Linked DNA regions of Zea mays: all the other regions are linked to region 2. A link is a contact called in public Hi-C data. All regions are on one chromosome and are shown on one strand. The core of a region is the stretch at or near the end of the contact, and the rest is flanking DNA. Distances in the headings are between cores, read along the strand shown.

Evidence for each region. Hi-C and Micro-C count contacts between places; a contact is called where the count stands out from the background.
Region 1: a Hi-C map of ear shows a contact between it and region 2, with 3 times the contacts expected there. The contact joins the promoter of LOC542596 here to the promoter of LOC100274097 in region 2. A contact is called at or near these places in 2 of 25 Hi-C or Micro-C datasets (ear and tassel).
Region 3: a Hi-C map of bundle sheath shows a contact between it and region 2, with 2.6 times the contacts expected there. The contact joins the promoter of LOC100273665 here to the promoter of LOC100274097 in region 2. A contact is called at or near these places in 4 of 25 Hi-C or Micro-C datasets (bundle sheath, ear, leaf and 1 more).
Region 4: a contact with region 2 is called in a Hi-C map of ear, with 4 times the contacts expected there. The contact joins the promoter of LOC100272790 here to the promoter of LOC100274097 in region 2. A contact is called at or near these places in 5 of 25 Hi-C or Micro-C datasets (bundle sheath, ear, leaf and 1 more).

What each region holds. Positions count from the first base shown.
Region 1 is chr4:55,439,107-55,443,098 of Zm-B73-REFERENCE-NAM-5.0, forward strand. It overlaps LOC542596 (his-containing phosphotransfer protein), which reads right to left and starts at 2,272. Exons shown (of 6, transcript NM_001112131.1): 1 at 2,129-2,272; 2 at 1,891-2,021; 3 at 1,720-1,788; 4 at 467-538; 5 at 180-252. The coding sequence starts at 2,179.
Region 2 is chr4:55,033,588-55,037,449 of Zm-B73-REFERENCE-NAM-5.0, forward strand. LOC100274097 reads left to right here and starts at 2,144. Exons shown (of 9, transcript NM_001148476.1): 1 at 2,144-2,390; 2 at 3,319-3,434; 3 at 3,512-3,571. The coding sequence starts at 2,327.
Region 3 is chr4:54,562,989-54,567,315 of Zm-B73-REFERENCE-NAM-5.0, forward strand. It overlaps LOC100273665 (putative calcium-binding protein CML48), which reads left to right and starts at 2,657. Exons shown (of 5, transcript NM_001148078.2): 1 at 2,657-3,525; 2 at 4,097-4,143. The coding sequence starts at 3,099.
Region 4 is chr4:55,390,284-55,394,321 of Zm-B73-REFERENCE-NAM-5.0, forward strand. It overlaps LOC100272790, which reads left to right and starts at 2,358. Exons shown (of 5, transcript NM_001147243.1): 1 at 2,358-2,575; 2 at 2,806-2,909.

The sequences.
Region 1 (3,992 bases), core at 1,022-3,521, 410 kb after region 2:
CACTCACTCCATTAACATAATTTTAAGTTCTTCATTGTTACCTCATCATATACATCCTATCCACTAGACCACCTAGGTATAACAAGCAAGATTCAGAATAAAAAGGTTTTTCTCTGAAAAAAAGGCTAGTCTAGTTCAATGTACAGAAAAAGGTATTTTCAGAAGATTTAATCGCATACCTGAAGCATGGTCTGAAACTTGTCACGCAGGTCATAGAAGTTAATCTTCACTGTCTCCAGTGTCTTGAGGCACCTGGCAAGGATATAGTTCAGTGATTTGTGCGGACAACATTCATTGGCAACTCATGAATGGAACACACAGCTGATAAGTGATAACTATGCAAAAAATGCTCATGGCAAAAAAAAAATGTTTTCACAGTAATAACAAGAGTAGTGATAACCTAAATATCAATAAGACAATGACAAAAAACAGCAGTACATGAACATATAAAAAGCTAGGTACTAACCCATCTTTGCTCTTCTGCTGACAGGATTCGCGGAACTGAATGCAAGTGTTCTTAACCTTCTGAGCACCAATACTGAAATGCACGAATATTCAAATCAAGGAGCTTAAAAAATAACTCAATAAAAGAAGAAAAAAGAACTACCAAAGTTTAGATGTCATAAGACTGTAGTACTGATCAAATACATATTAAACAATTTGACCATCCGTATCTGAGTTAACAAGCTAGCCAAGTACAAGCCTAGTAAATTTTTAGAACTCTAGCAAGCCCCACATCCAATACAGAAACTTTTGAATTTTACAAACTGATGAATCCATAACATTTTCATTTGACGCCCTTGATAAGTCTTAATTATTATATCCTTTTTTCATGGCACAATTATTCAAAATGCAATAGCACAGGTGCTTCATATCAACAAAAATCTTAAACACCTCTGCATCCATGATAAGGAAAAACTCTAATATGAAATGATTCATTTACAATTCATGCAACATAAAATGAAAGTCAAATCATCTTGAGGTAGGAAGGACATATCCTCCATTTCCCGTACTTTATTCCTAATCCATGACAATTACAGAGAGGCTGTTGTGTCTTGACCATGAATTCCATATTTAGTATACCATGAAACTAAAGCACAAAAAAATGGGAGGGATTCACTAGTGCCACTTGAGTTATTAGATTAGTGTGTGGGGAGCATGTTTTTCAGATTTATGTCAAAATAACAAGAAAATATATGACAAATCCCACCCAAAACAGATCTGAAACACAAATCAAAATGGAACAATGTGAGCCGATGCTCTTGGAGTTATTCGGTTGATGTGCTGAATGGAGCATGTCTGCCAGATCTACATCATGGAACATTATAACGACAAAATATATGGCAATCGCTTCCTTAAACGGATTCGAAACACAACTTAAAACATGGAAATTTGAAGTTTTCCTTTTCAAGTTGTGTCACTTGTGTGTGCACATGACAAGATGTGTTGGATCCACATCGCAGAACATGACAATTATGGAACCAATGGCAACAGTTCCCAAAACAGAATGTCAAAAACTGATATTTAACTGTTTCGGTCGGATCACCACACAGAATTAATTGTGGAAGCCAGATCAATCATTGCACGAATTTAAATCCCCCTCCTCAATTTTAATGGCACTGCATACCCCATTCCCGCGCTGAAATGGAAACACAACAAATACATTCCTACTAGCATTACACATGCATTCCAAGAACAGGGTATGAACAAGGTAATCACCTTGCACTGCTTCCTTTGAGCTGATGCACAAAGGCGTCAACCCTGTCAAAATCCACGTTGGGCTTCTCCCTGCAGAGTCACAGAAACACCAAACTGCACGAATCAGCCACCCCTCTACAACGCAAAGAACCGATCACAGAAACGGAACAACGAGTGAGGAACCACACGTACAGCAGTTTGGCCAGCTCTCCGATGATCCGCTCGCCGTCCTGGCAGAAGAGCGTGACGACCTCGGAGACGAAGTCAGGAGTACTGGCGTTCTGGAGCATCTGGAGCTGCTGGAACTGATCGTCAAGCAAACCCTAGCACCAAAACAAAGCACAATCCCGTCAGCCACAACCCGAATTCCGCGCCAGTGGCGCCGAAATACAAGAATCCAGAGGTCGTGCAGTGGAGGAAGAACCCTTACCGTGGCGTACATGTTGCTGACGAGGGCGGCGAGCTGGTTGGCGGCAGACATGGCGGCAGCTGTTGCGTCGAACACCGAGCAGGGGAGGAGAGGAGGAGCTCTGAGCTCGTCGTCGGGAATCCGAGAGCGGGGGCTTGGAATGGGAATAGAGTGAGTGACTAGTGAGGGATGATTGAGACCTATTTATAGTGGATTACAGGGGGAATGCGATTCCTGGCACAGCTCAGGGAGGCTGCACAGCCTGCACTGGAACCGCTGCATATTTGGCTTCTTCTTCCCTCTCTTAATTTTTCCAGTTGTTATTTTGGATGGTAATAGTTTCTACTACATTTGATTACTACAAACAAAAACTCTTAATTGTCACCTACCATCTACTTCTTTGGTTGGTGGCAATTTTCAATCTAGCCGTTGCATAAAGAAATGGTGATTATTCAAGCAAAAAAAGTATTTATCATTAGTTTGAAAATTATCTATTTTTCCTCTTGCTAACATGTGCTTGTATAGTTGTACTGTCTATTGTAAACATAAAATTATTAGAGGTAATTAGCTGGTCAAAATTTATTGTATCAACAAAGTCTCATAGCTAGTTTCATATGAAGTTACCAATATAAGGTACATTTAGGCCATGAATGTTGGGTGTTGAACAAATAAATAAATATATAAATAGTACACATGCAAGTAAAGATCTTATTTACCAATAATTTATATTCTATATAAATAATATACTTATATAAATTAACGATCAAGAGATATTAGATTTAGCTACAAGTTTATAAATTGTGATTATTGCAAATCTTGTTCAATTTATGGCTTAACACCGTTCTAACAATATCCAAACAAATTTTTCGTAGAAAACAAAATATTTATGCATCTAATGGATATAGTAACTTATAACAGCGACAAATTTATTGCGACGAATATACGACAAACTATGAATGATTAAAATCCGGTAACGCATAGCATGGTGAATATTCCATACATAAAGGAACTAAAAATAGATGATACTATCAGTTACATATGCATTTTGATAAAACTCTAGTGATGATTTTCTTAGACGTGGTAACATAGTTGTAATAACGCTAAGTGGACAATGCATTTCCAACTATTACTGTATACGACACACTATGAATAATAAAATGTGGTAACAAATGGTGTGAATAAGTATTTCATATGTTGAAGAACTAAAACGGAATAATACAAGCAGTTAAATAAGTTTGGGAGAACTTTAGAGATAATTTCTGGTGGTTATTTGCACCACACAGATAAGATACCAACAATTTATCTCAAGAAGAGATAATTAGAATACTATTGAGTTAATTATCATAATGGTGCAAACATTATTGAGTTGTGCAAAAAATTATTATCTATGACTATGAGTGACATGCCATGTATCATTGGAGCTAAAGAATACAAGAATGAATTTTCTATTGATAATACAAGTAAAGCAAGCACCATAGTCAATCATGTATATGACAACCTATGACAACATAAGCAAACTTTAGTTAAAGAAAATATAATATAACCATATATTTGATGAACAAATATAGTAGATTTATGGCCCATTGCACCTCACTAAAGTTCAAATGGGGACAATACAAACTCAAGGAAAATTATGACATGTGAAATATTTTTTTCTAACCAAATGGGCACATTTAATTTTTGTTAACATTTAGTCATTCTTTGGACAAATAATTCATGAAAACACAATATCTTCATGTAGCACTACTACATAACATAGCTTTAGTAACACCAACTTGTGTTACTATATTTCAATAAAGGTGTTACTAGCTGTACTAGTAACACATCTTGTTTGTGTTACTATATCCAATGTTACTAGTATCTAACCTATTGGAACACAAAATAT
Region 2 (3,862 bases), core at 894-3,393:
ATGTGTGTGTCCTTTATGCCAATGATGATAACAAAAGTGAATATTAAGCCTACTCAGTTAGCCAGCCACTAATAACATTCATTTATGTTGTTTTGCTATTTTTGGTGTTTAAGAACAGATATGCTACACTTGATCTGGTTTTGGTTTTTGAGAACTGATACTCCTATCTATATTAATAACTATTTCATATTTAATGAGCTGGTTACACCGTCATGTAGGATCATTTTTACTGAGCTGAGGCTAATATTAATAACTATTTCATATTTACAAGTCCTGATGCTATTTGCTAATCTGTTCTGTCATCTTGAGCTAGTTTTGCAAGGGTTTCATATTTACCAGATTCAGATATTTACAAGTCCTGTCTCTATTTCATATTTACAAGTTCTATCTCTATTTGCTATTCTGTCATGTACTAAAATTCAGTCATTCTATTTTCTATTTATTTAAATTAGAAAACTTGCTTTTTGAGAACACTTGTAAATAGTGTACAGAAAAGACACTCCTATCTTAAATCAGATGGTTTCTATTTGCTTTTTGCCAGTTTTAGAAAAGACACTCCTATCTTTTACAAGTTTTCAACTGTTTACAAGTTAGATGGTCCTATCTTTTTGCCTGTCTGTCATTAGATAAGGAGCCTTCAGCTGTTTGTTTTTCATGGCCTCTACAAATATTTTTGTCTGTATATATCCTATCTTGTTAATCCAATCAAGTCTTTATAGTTTACTGCTGTTTGTTTTTACTGGTTAGCTGTTTGTAAACTATCTCTAAAAGCAAATCTTTTACTGTTGTTTGTTCTATTATATATCCTATCTTGTTAATCCAATTATCTCTATTTGTTGGTTTTAGAAGTTAGATGGTCTCTATTTACAAGTGTTTTACAAGTGTATTTATTTACAAGTGTATGTATTTACAAGTGTATGTACAATTTATATATCTTTAATGATAGAAAGAGAGACCAAAATTTGAATTTATATATCTACAATTTGATTGTATTCACCAGTGGACGCCAGCTGGGATTTTTTTGGATAAGTTATTGTAATTTATAATTGTATAAATTTGGATGTGTGTAATTTATGGCGTTGTAATTTATGGCGTTGTAATTTTAGAAATGTAGTTGAGTCGTGCAACTTAGAGCTAAATCCATGCAACTTATCTAAAACAGCAAACCAAACAGGGGTTGTGCTCATCCTGGCTAATTAGGGACAAACAACCAAACAAGAGAACTTAATTGGTTTGCATCAATGCATACAGGCTAAGCCCAGCCTGCATCTAGGCTTCGACCAGGATCTGTTGATCCTAACAACCAAACATATGGATATGCTGTCTCCCATGGGCATGGCTCACAATACATTTTTGCACGAGCTCAATCTATGAAGCAACCAACCAAACACAAAGTGCTTTAATGCTCCGCGGATGCAGGGCACCCATGGAGGGATAGATCCTAAATATCCAAATTATATGATAAATTTACTATTTTAACATAGATGCGTAGAATGTACTGCTAATATTTAGTCATATTGTTAAAATATTATGGAAGATAAAAATAATTTTTTATATTTTTTTGCATTATTATTCTCTACGATAAAAAAGAGAAAAAAACATCCGAATCCGAATTCGTATCTAAATTTTATATCAATTAGTTAAAAATATATAGAACAAATTTGACGTTTACTGTTTATGAATCTTAATAAGTTCAATGTAAAGAAATAAAATTTACATATCAAATTATATTCCATTTATACGCAGTTGAACAAAGGAAAGAAGACAAATAAGTATTCGAATCCGTCTGTACCGTGGAGCAGTCAACCAAACACGTGTCAGGCGAGGATAGGGTAATGGACGATGAACCGGAGGCTGTCGTCCATGTGTTATGCCGTGTCCCCCGTCACCTGGATCTGACGGCTGTCCCACGCCACGCCACCTTCCGTCCACGCCCACAAGTCCACTCGCCACCTACCATGGCTGCCGGCCTGCTAACGCGTTTCACCCAAACTCCTCCCCTCTTCTCTCTCTGCCCCTGGTATGTTAAGCAATTGATGATTACTAATCCACTCTAACATAAACTAATCCCACGATAATTACGTCCCGGCGGATATCACCCACATCTCCTGTTGCTACTGGAGCTCGACTCATCTCGTCCTCCGTCGCGAGACAAGAAAGTAGTAGGAAGGGAGGAAGATAGAGGGGTTGCGTCCCAGCCCCACCTGCTATCTCCTCTCTTCTTCCCCTTCCTCGGCGGCTTTCCACCATTCAGGTTCAGACTGGAGGGGCCTTCCTGCCAATCTCCAGTGCGTGTTCTTCAGTGGAGGCGCCGGCCGGACTCGCGATGGAGCGGGACGGCCAGCAGACCCGCCGCGACAAGCTCATCATCGATACGGATCCCGGCATCGGTTCGTCTCCCGTCCCTCTCATTTCCTCCTCCGCGTTGTCATTGTTTCGTTTCTTTAAAGCTCCATATAACTAGTTTTCGTGTATTCGACCTCGAAAATGAAGGTAAACTTCGATTGTTTTTCCTTGTAATAATAACTCATTTCCAACTCCCAACCACATTAGAGTAAAGACGGAGAGCGAGAGAAACAGACCACAATTTCGTTTCCTTGTTCAACGTTCGGTTATAGAGACAAAATACGGTAGAAAAAACAGAAGCTGTGGATTAAAACCCCAGTGAACAGGCTCTATCCGTCCGTCGATGGAAACGATGGCGTGGCGCCACCCACCAAACTCGACAGTGGGTAGTAAAGCTACAACCGTGGCTCACTAATTATTCTTATTAGGTTTTTGAAAATTCCAAGTAATCTGAACTTATTGTCCAGCTACGAGGAAACATTCAATCAAATGACTGATAGGCCTAAGTATACATTATTTGCAAATGCTACTCCCTCTGTCCAAAAATAAAATTCGTTTTAGCAAATTAGTGGGTTCATGTAACACTTCATGTATATGTTTTGTATATGTGTCTAGATTCATCATCATCCATTTGAATATAGACACAAAAACTAAGAGCTAAAACGACTACTATTTTGGAACGGAAGAAGTCAAATATAACATCAAAAACCTTAAGGCTATAACTGTACAATTTATTAAAAGACTGTTAAGATTTGTATTGTAGTACTACATCCGTTCTCGAATATTTGTCGCCCGCTAGTTCATTTTTAAACTAAACCGCGACAAATAAAAAAGAATGGAACGGTATCATTTGGTACCCATTTGTGATATCTGAATTCTCAATTGTATAAGTCCTTTTCCTAGAAGGCATTTCAAGTTGTAAGGAGTAGACTGCAATTTTACTGTCTCTTGTCTCCACAATCCTATTTCTAGATGATAGCATGGCTATCCTAATGGCGTTCAGAGCACATACTCTGGAAATCATTGGGCTCACGACCATATTCGGCAACGTCGACACAGAAGGCGCAACATGTAATGCACTATTGCTGGTAAGCATTTGAGATATTTGAGCTTTATTTCTTTATTTTCTTAGATTCGCTAACAGCGTCGAGCATTACATGGGCAGTGTGAGAGAGCAGGACATCCTGAGGTTCCAGTAGCAGAGGGCAGCCACGAGCCCCTAAAGGTTGTTTGCTCATGACATTATCTTGTGTCGTTTTCATGGCACACTGCAAGAAACGTGCTACTCTTTTCCTTAGTTTGCATTTCATACTACCAATTTGCAATGACTGAAATTTCTGACATGATCTTGTGTCGTTTACGATGCCTTTTCTTTTATGGTACAACGTGGGGTTTTGCATTGTATCTTTTATAACATTACTTACATTTTGCATTTTGATAATTGCTAGTTAATAGATGTAGCAAGAATATCACATTTAACTTGTAATAATCCTATGTTACCTGCTCAGTAATTTTA
Region 3 (4,327 bases), core at 1,407-3,906, 470 kb before region 2:
TTCGGCTAATAATATAGTTGATGCACTTGATTGGAGGATACCCCTGATCACTCATTTACGAGATCCTAATGTTAGAGTAGATATAAGTATTCAGCAGAAAACTTTTAAGTATGTTCTCATCAATGATGAACTTTATCGTCGAACTCCTAGCGATGTAATGCTTAGGTGCTTGTGCCCTGATGATGCTATATTAGCCATGGCCGAAGTACATGAAGGCATTTGTGGTACTCACCAATCGGCTTCAAAAAATGAAGTGGCTTTTCAGAAGTGTCGGCGTTTCGAGACCGGGGGGTCCCTGGGCCGACGAGTGAAATGTCGCCGCGTGCCCCAGCCCAGATGGGTCGGCGCGAGGCCGAGCGCGAAGGGGGGAAGAAGGCAGCCGGAGATGGGCGTGAGAGAGGTGGAAATCCCGCGGCCTTCGTGTTCGTCCCGCGCCCGGGTCGGGTGCGCTTGCAGTAGGGGGTTACAAGCGTCCACGCGGGAGAGGGAGCGAGCGGCCTCACGCGAGCGCCAGTCCCGTCCTCTTCCCCGCGCGGCCAACCCCCTGTAAGAGGGCCCTGGTCCTTCCTTTTATAATCTATCTGTCGGTGACTGTCATGATTTAATGATAGATAATATTGATGAGGTGACTGACAATAGAATAATAGCTTAAAGAAATATTGATAAATACAAATTTATAGTTGCCAAAGTCTATAATAAACAGGTAAAGGCTAAGTCATTCCATGTCGGATATCTGGTCTAGAAGGCAATCTTGCCAATGAGCAGTAGGGACTAAAAGTTAGGCAAATGGTCCCCAAGCTGGGAAGTGCCTTACCGAGTTACACGGGTAATGCATACATACTAGAAACATTGCAAGGCGAGAAGTTACCTAAAGCATTAGATGTCTATTTTCTAAAACAACATCATACCATTGTATGTCAAGATGCTTAGGGTGTGTTTGGTTTGACTTTTGGCTTTGGCTTTTGCCCCTCTAAAAGCCAAAAGCTAACCAAAGGGCTGGATTTAGGAAGCAGCTTTTTCTAAAAGCCGACTTTCTCGTAGTGCAAATCTGAAAACACCCCTAGACCTGCTTTTAGTAGCTTTTCGGATGGAACTATGAAAACATATATCGAATAATTTTTAACGACTTTTAGTGGTTTCCACCAAACGGTTTTTAGCTTTTTAACAGCTTACAGCCTATAGCAGTTTTTTCCACAGCTCACAGCCCACAACAACTTTTTTCACAGCCACAACCCAACCAAACAGACCCTTAGAAGGCTGATGTTCTCACATCGAGTTTATTAAAACTTGTACCAGATGCTTTTGGCTCACTTAGCTCCACCAAAAGGCAGAGGGCATGTGTTGAGCACTATATTTGGAACTTGAACGGCGGACGGTCTGGCCGTGTGGCCCAGACGGTCCACGCCTTAGAACTTTGGAATTAGCACGAACGGTCTGTGAATAAATTAATTCAGCCTGAAACCCTTATCCCTTGCGTGATTATCCTAGCAAATCTCGCGATAACTATTGGAAATCATCTAGGAATTGGTCTAGACCTCCTCCCCTACTATACATGAAGGGGTACGACCGATTGAAATACACAACAATCGATCTATCAACCCAAATCTACCTTATGCATTAGAAGTAGGAGTAATTTAGCTCTAGTTATAGTTGTCTAACCTCAATCTTTACCTCTCTTCGGCTCAACATCGTCTCGAGACGTCTTAGGTAGCATGTCGATCCAAAGACAACCCAAATATGCTTCCTCTCCGATAGTGTCCCCCACGGGAGGTGAGATATAGGTTTTACAGAAGATTTACAAAGCGCTCTGCGCGCCTCACGGAGGGTCCGCCGCTCACACGCGGACGGTCCACACGCCTGCACGGAAGACCGAAGACCTCTTTGCAGTCACATACGGTCCGACCACTCATCATGGACGTGTTGTGCGTCGACCCTAGAGTTCGTTGAGTGATTGGCCCCAACAACGAGCTAACACCTTTAAGATATTCGCAGCAGATCATGTAAAATAGAGAATTTACACTATAGACAATACTATTATATCTAAGCTTTGGAAAATATTGAAATGTTAAATTCTAAGCCAAATAGATTACTAAGTACTCCCTTCGTTCGGCTCTTACTTTTTTATGTGTATATTTAAATGGGTGATTATAAATCTAAATATATATAAAACACATACATCAATTATTGTATAAATCTATTAAAAATACAAAACGATCGGAGGGAGTAAATTTCAGTTCCTCCAAAACAAACACATCCAAACGGCACTTAACTCAAAAAAAGAAGAAAAAAAAACTGACGAATAATCCAACATGATCCGACTCGCATAACCAGACCAGACCTTAGCGTTTGATCGGATCTATCTACTTGAGCATATATGTAGAAAATGGTGAAAAGGCAGCCGACTTGTATAGTCAAACGTGTGGAGTGATAGGGCATCGGCGGCCGCGGGAAAGCCAGAGCCGCGGCTGCTGGTGGGAGCCTGACGACGACGACGACGGTGGCGCACTCGTTTGTTTGTCCGCAGTCGCGTAGCGCGTACGCTCGCTTCGACGCGGCGTGGTGGAAGATGGCGAAGTTGGGTACGGACAGACGGTTCCTTAGCCAAGTTGCTCACGCCCGCACGACTGCTCACAACATGCACGCGTCGTCGTCACGGGTGTTTCCTTCCCCTCTCCCCCCTTTCTCATCTCGCGGTTCTTCTCCAAATCTCGGAGAGTTTTGATCAGAAACTTCACGTCGCTTCCATGACGCGTGCAGTGCATGAGATCGGCATGGCCAACTCAACTAGCTAGGACGGACGACACGGAGAAGAAAACAGATCGCGCCAACACGCATAAGATGGAAAAAAGTGTATGGATAGATAGATAGATACTCGTCACACCGCATGCGCACTTGCGCAGCATCTGCTCCTGAATTCCTCCGTTCCTGAACCAGTAGATCATTTTGTTTAACAGCAGGGTGCAGGGCCCGTTTCTGTTGCTCGGCACCCGTCCCATCCCACCCACCTGCTCACGACGACAGGCCAGCACGACACGGAGGGAGGAAGTAGCCAGGCCACCTCGCCTCGCCTCTACTCTCCCGCGGTCCCGCCCCATACCATGTCCGACTACAACCGCTACGGCCACAGCTACAGCTACGGCGGCGGGTACGGCCAAGGGCCAGCGCCCTCGGCCCCGCCGGCACCGCACATGCCCACCGCTACATCCGCCGCCCCGCCCTCCTCCTCCTCATACGGCGCGTACGCCGGGTACCCGCCCGCCTACCCTCCGCCGCCCTCGCAGGCGGCGGGCGGATTCGGTCCCGCTGGCTCCGGCTACGGCTTCGTCCCCGTCGCGTTCCCGCCGGGGACGCACCCGGACGTCGAGCGCGCCTTCCGGGCCGCCGACCGCGACTGCAGCGGCGCCATCGACGAGCGCGAGCTGCAGGGAGCGCTCTCCTCCGCCTACCACCGCTTCAGCGTCCGCACCGTTCGCCTCCTCATGTTCCTCTTCAACGACCCCTCCTCCTCCACGCCGTCACGGATGGGTAACTAACCCCCTCCCCCCCTGCCTCCTCGAATCGATCTCCCCTTCTCTTCTTGCACGTTGCATCGAGGATTCCCGATAATTCGGCCTCTGCAAAATTTGATGCCGCTACCATAATATTAATTGATATAGAGGTTCAGGTTCGCAATGATGCATGCCTGCCACCCATCATTCTTCTGGTTGCACAGTGATAGTTGAATTTGTTTCATTTCTAATCGTTCTCTTCATACTGCAACTTAGAATATGTGCTCAAACCTGGAATCGCACGGTGCTAGTTGCTGCTGCTCCTTCAGATAATATGAATGCTCAGTGATGCTAATTTAGAATATGCGTAACTTAGAATATGTGCTCATAAGCAGCAGTTGGCGCTGCACGCCATCCTTTCTAATTTAGCGGAATTGTTCTTTCTGTTAAGGTAAAAGATTCTGAAAAGTAGCATTCATCTCATCCCTTTATTCGGGACCTCTGTTGCATTTTATTTATTTATTTTCTTCAAAGCGGCTATAACATTTCCCTTGTCAGAATGGTTGGTATACACAAGCTGCTGACTTGATGATGCTTCCACGTTGCAGGGCCAACACAGTTCGTATCCCTCTGGGATTGCCTTGGGCAATGGCGGGTGAGTGATTGCAGGGTTTCTCAGTTTACTTATAGTTATAAAAAGACTGCTCAATTGCTACAGTCTTGTTGTGCCACTGCTCCAATTTGTGATGCATAACGCTGTTTTTTTACATCTAAGTCACACACAATACCAAATGGTGTATACAAAAAAGTACCAAGACACGCTATCAACTTGTCTTCCG
Region 4 (4,038 bases), core at 1,108-3,607, 360 kb after region 2:
TTGTGATTAGACATCTCATGAATTAGAACTTTGGGAAAAACAAGCTGAGTGTAACTAGGAGAGTATGTATTATCTTACCCACTCTAGAGAAGATATAGTATTCTCTAGTCTGTAAGGTAGAATGGCTTTTGTTAATGTGTTGGAAGCTTAACAATGAGATACCATCCACTGGATATTCGTGTATCAACACACCTATATGAGCTAATCGTTGGTCATGGTCTGCGAGTTGTGGGAATTCTTTAAGTTCATGAAACAAACATAAGAGTATGACTTAAAAGATTTACTCGAGGAGGTAGCCTAAAGGGCATCAATAATTAGTCATATTCTTGAGTGAAACTTGTTTATGCAAAATTGTCAATTCAAGGCATAATTTATTGAGTAGTTGTGACCTAGTGTAACTTTTGAGTTTATGTAGATGTTAAACTTAACAACACCATAAAACATGTGTATAAACAACATTTAGGCCATGTTTATTTCCCTTCATTTTGAGGAATTGGAATCTAACTAATAGAGTAGGCTATTTTTTAGAATGTGAGATTCCACAACTTTCCAAAGTTTATATATAAGCCTATCTCAAATTCATGGGGTGAGAGATGGAAATTGATTCTATAGATATACATGCTACTTTTCTGATGTACAACTTATAACATACTTTTATACTTACTTCTTTATAGCATAAGTGTAGTGTATAACTATCTCTCTCATATGATTTAAGATAATATACAAATATATTACATATATATAAATATATTAACTTAATTAGTTTGTGTCAAAATTATAATTATTAGAATTAAATTCGATTCCAATGAAACAAACGGGGCCTTAAGGATATTTGGAAAGTCAATTATGTTGTGCCTTCAAGATCTGGTGGGGGATTCGTGGAGTTTATTGGGCTTGGCCCATTTTACTTAACAATCAAATTCTAGAATAAATCTCAAAGGGCCACTCATGAATAGTGGGAGTACAAGTAGTGGATTTTTACTCCCACGTGAAAGTGGAAGTGGGATGAAGCCAAAAGAAATAGCATGTCTCTTGTCGTTCCTTGAAGGGAAGCATGAGAGGGAGGAAGCTAAAACCACATGAGAGTGTTTCATTGTTTTTTGTATGACTTGCGACTTATGATAATTTCCTTTCTATCTGTTACAATTTTCTACAATAATTCAGCTTTGACTTGCATGACAAGTTTGGAACTAAATCCATCAAATCATAGAGATTGTAACCGAGTTAGTTTCCTAACTTTTTTGCGTGTGGTTATCCTTAGCCTAATCCTTATATATAATAGAGAGGACGTTCTCACCGAAATGCGGGAGAGACAACCAATCTACAACGAGTTAGGGTTTTAGATAAGGGAGGCTCCTCTATCCTTGACGCCGGTATGACAATGACGTTGGAGAGAGAGAAAATATGAAACCTCGATTCGCTGAAGAGTTTGCACAAGTTTGGGCAATCGATTTTTTAGGTTGTGATCATGTTACTTCTTAACGAGTTGATCTGCACTACGACATCTACGTACTGAAAAACACACATTGATTGGAAGGGTTGTGTTGGTCACATGATCTGTGTTTGGGCAATCATCGATCACTAGCAGCTATTTGCTAGTATACTCCTAGAAAATGTGCACAACAGTAGTAGAGGGCAGTTGGTTTGTTCTCGATGGCTGAGGTTCAAACCTTAGCATTTTCCTCGACGCGTGGGCGTTGGGAGGAGGTGCACAAAAAAAAACTCCCGATTTAAAGGTGTAGTGATGTGTGTCTACTGTTTACGGTGGTATGTTGAGTAGTGTACAACTCTATGATTGGGGTACATATATGGCGTGCTCCTGCGGTGCCCTTAATATATATCTTGATAAAAGTGTGACACAAAAGTTTAAGACGATTTTTCAACCTTTAATTTATAAGGAAGGCATATGAATTTATTGTTAAAGAATATATATGTATATATATTATTGAATATGCCCATAAGGTATCTATGTATGATGTTCATGGTTTTGATTGTAATATGATTTTTACCAACTATAAATCTATCGAGAAAAAATGCTATGTTCTAAATCAAAATATGATAAATAGTGACATCAAATTCGTTTTCGTACGTATGGGATCCGAATACATCTTTATAGAGACACGGTCCTGGAACGTTTTAAAGTTTGCAGCGACCGCACACCAACACCGCATCGTGCCGTACATTTCCTAGCTTCCTGCTCTGGCTGCCTCCTCCTCCGCGTACGCGTATAGATATTTGTGCTGACGAGACCAATTCTATTTTATTTGTTATCTTGTTTGGTGGTGGTTGTCTGCCCTCCATGCATCTCGCCATCTTCTATTTATAATAGCCCCGCCTTCTCTCTGTTACACGCCATACAATTCTCACACGCGCGCGCCCAACACACTAGCCTGCAGGATCGTCGAGCGCGAGGCGGCTGCCCCGCCGGCCGGTTCGTTCGCTCTATAGCTTGAGACCGATCCTAGCTAGGCCAAGACGATATCGGCGGCGATGATGATGGACGCGGCGAGGATCGTAGAGTACTTCAAGGGCAAGTGCATCCTCGTCACCGGCTCAACAGGGTTTCTTGGAAAGAGTAAGTACAAATGCATGCAGTTTCTATATATATAAACCTGCTAGCTAGCTAGCTAGCTAATACAAGTGTGTGTGTGTGCACCTTCGTTCTTTGCAAATTAAGTGTGTGCTCATATAGCCTTTTTTTGGGCTTGTGTTGAATGGTACTATTAGAAAAGCTAGGTAGAAGTACTGACGATTTAGTTTGTCGTCGTTGGAATGATATATATGCATATGGATATGATGATGCAGTCCTTGTGGAGAAGATACTGCGGGTGCAGCCTGACGTGCGCAAGATTTACCTGCTTGTACGCGCGGTCGACGAGCCATCAGCGAAGCAGCGCGTCCAACAAGAGGTACGTACGTACGGCCGGAGACAACCACATATGAATACTAATCGTAGTACGTAGTAGTGGTAACAATTAAGAAGGTGTATATAGCTAGTTAATTAGGGTCCCTACTGAAGTCGGCTATTTAGTTGGGTCGTTGTGTCATCATCAGCTCACTGACAGTACGTGCATATGCATGCATGGTCCAGATGGATGATAGAGCTAGCCAGCTAGGCAAGAAGGCACAGGCACGGTCAAGTCTTTTGTGTGTTTTTATGTATCGGCCGGCCCGTGCCGCGCGCGGGGGAGGACCGAGACCGATCGATCGATCGATCGACCGGCCCAAGGCGGCAGTAATTGCAACCGTACCTTATTCATCTCATTCATGGCGCCGCCACACCTACTCTCATCTCATTCTCATCTCACTGCTTTGACTGCTCCAATATATGCATGCATGCATGGCTGGATCTGCACGTCTCTCTCACTGCGTGTCCGCGTGGGGTCATATGCGGCTGTCCGATCGCTAGCTAGCTGAAAAGGGACAGGGGTATATATGTTCGAACCGACGGAGGCTTTGTTCGGTTTTAGGTGGATCTAGGAGAATTTAATTCCCTTTTCTATACAAATTTGTATGGGAGGGGATTTAAAGTCTGTTTAGTTCGCTGTCTAACTTACCATGCTTAGCTAACTTTTTTGTCTAACGTTAGTTCTTCAATTCAAACGACTAACCTTAGATAAACTGTGGCATATGCCCTTAATCCCACTAATCCTCTTAGAACTTATTCGGTTAGGAGTGAATTATTTCTCATCAATCCAACCTTTACCGAACAAGCCTTAATCTACCCTAACGGAACAAGTCCTAAACGGGCCGGCCGTGGTCTACCAATCAAGAATATTAATTGAATGAGCCATATATATGCGGCTAGCTGGCAGCTGGTTGGTTGGTGCGTGTAAATTGGATGATAATTTCATTCAAAATCTGACTTGCTATACGCATGCATGCTTCCTGGTTCCTGCCTCTAAACATAATGGCCATGGTCCAACTGCACCCACGTTATGCATCATGCAACAACAACCTCCAGCAATTCTTCTTCAATTAATACGGGGTATATATATGTTTAAAAAAAGAAGAAAACATACACATATATTCCAAAAA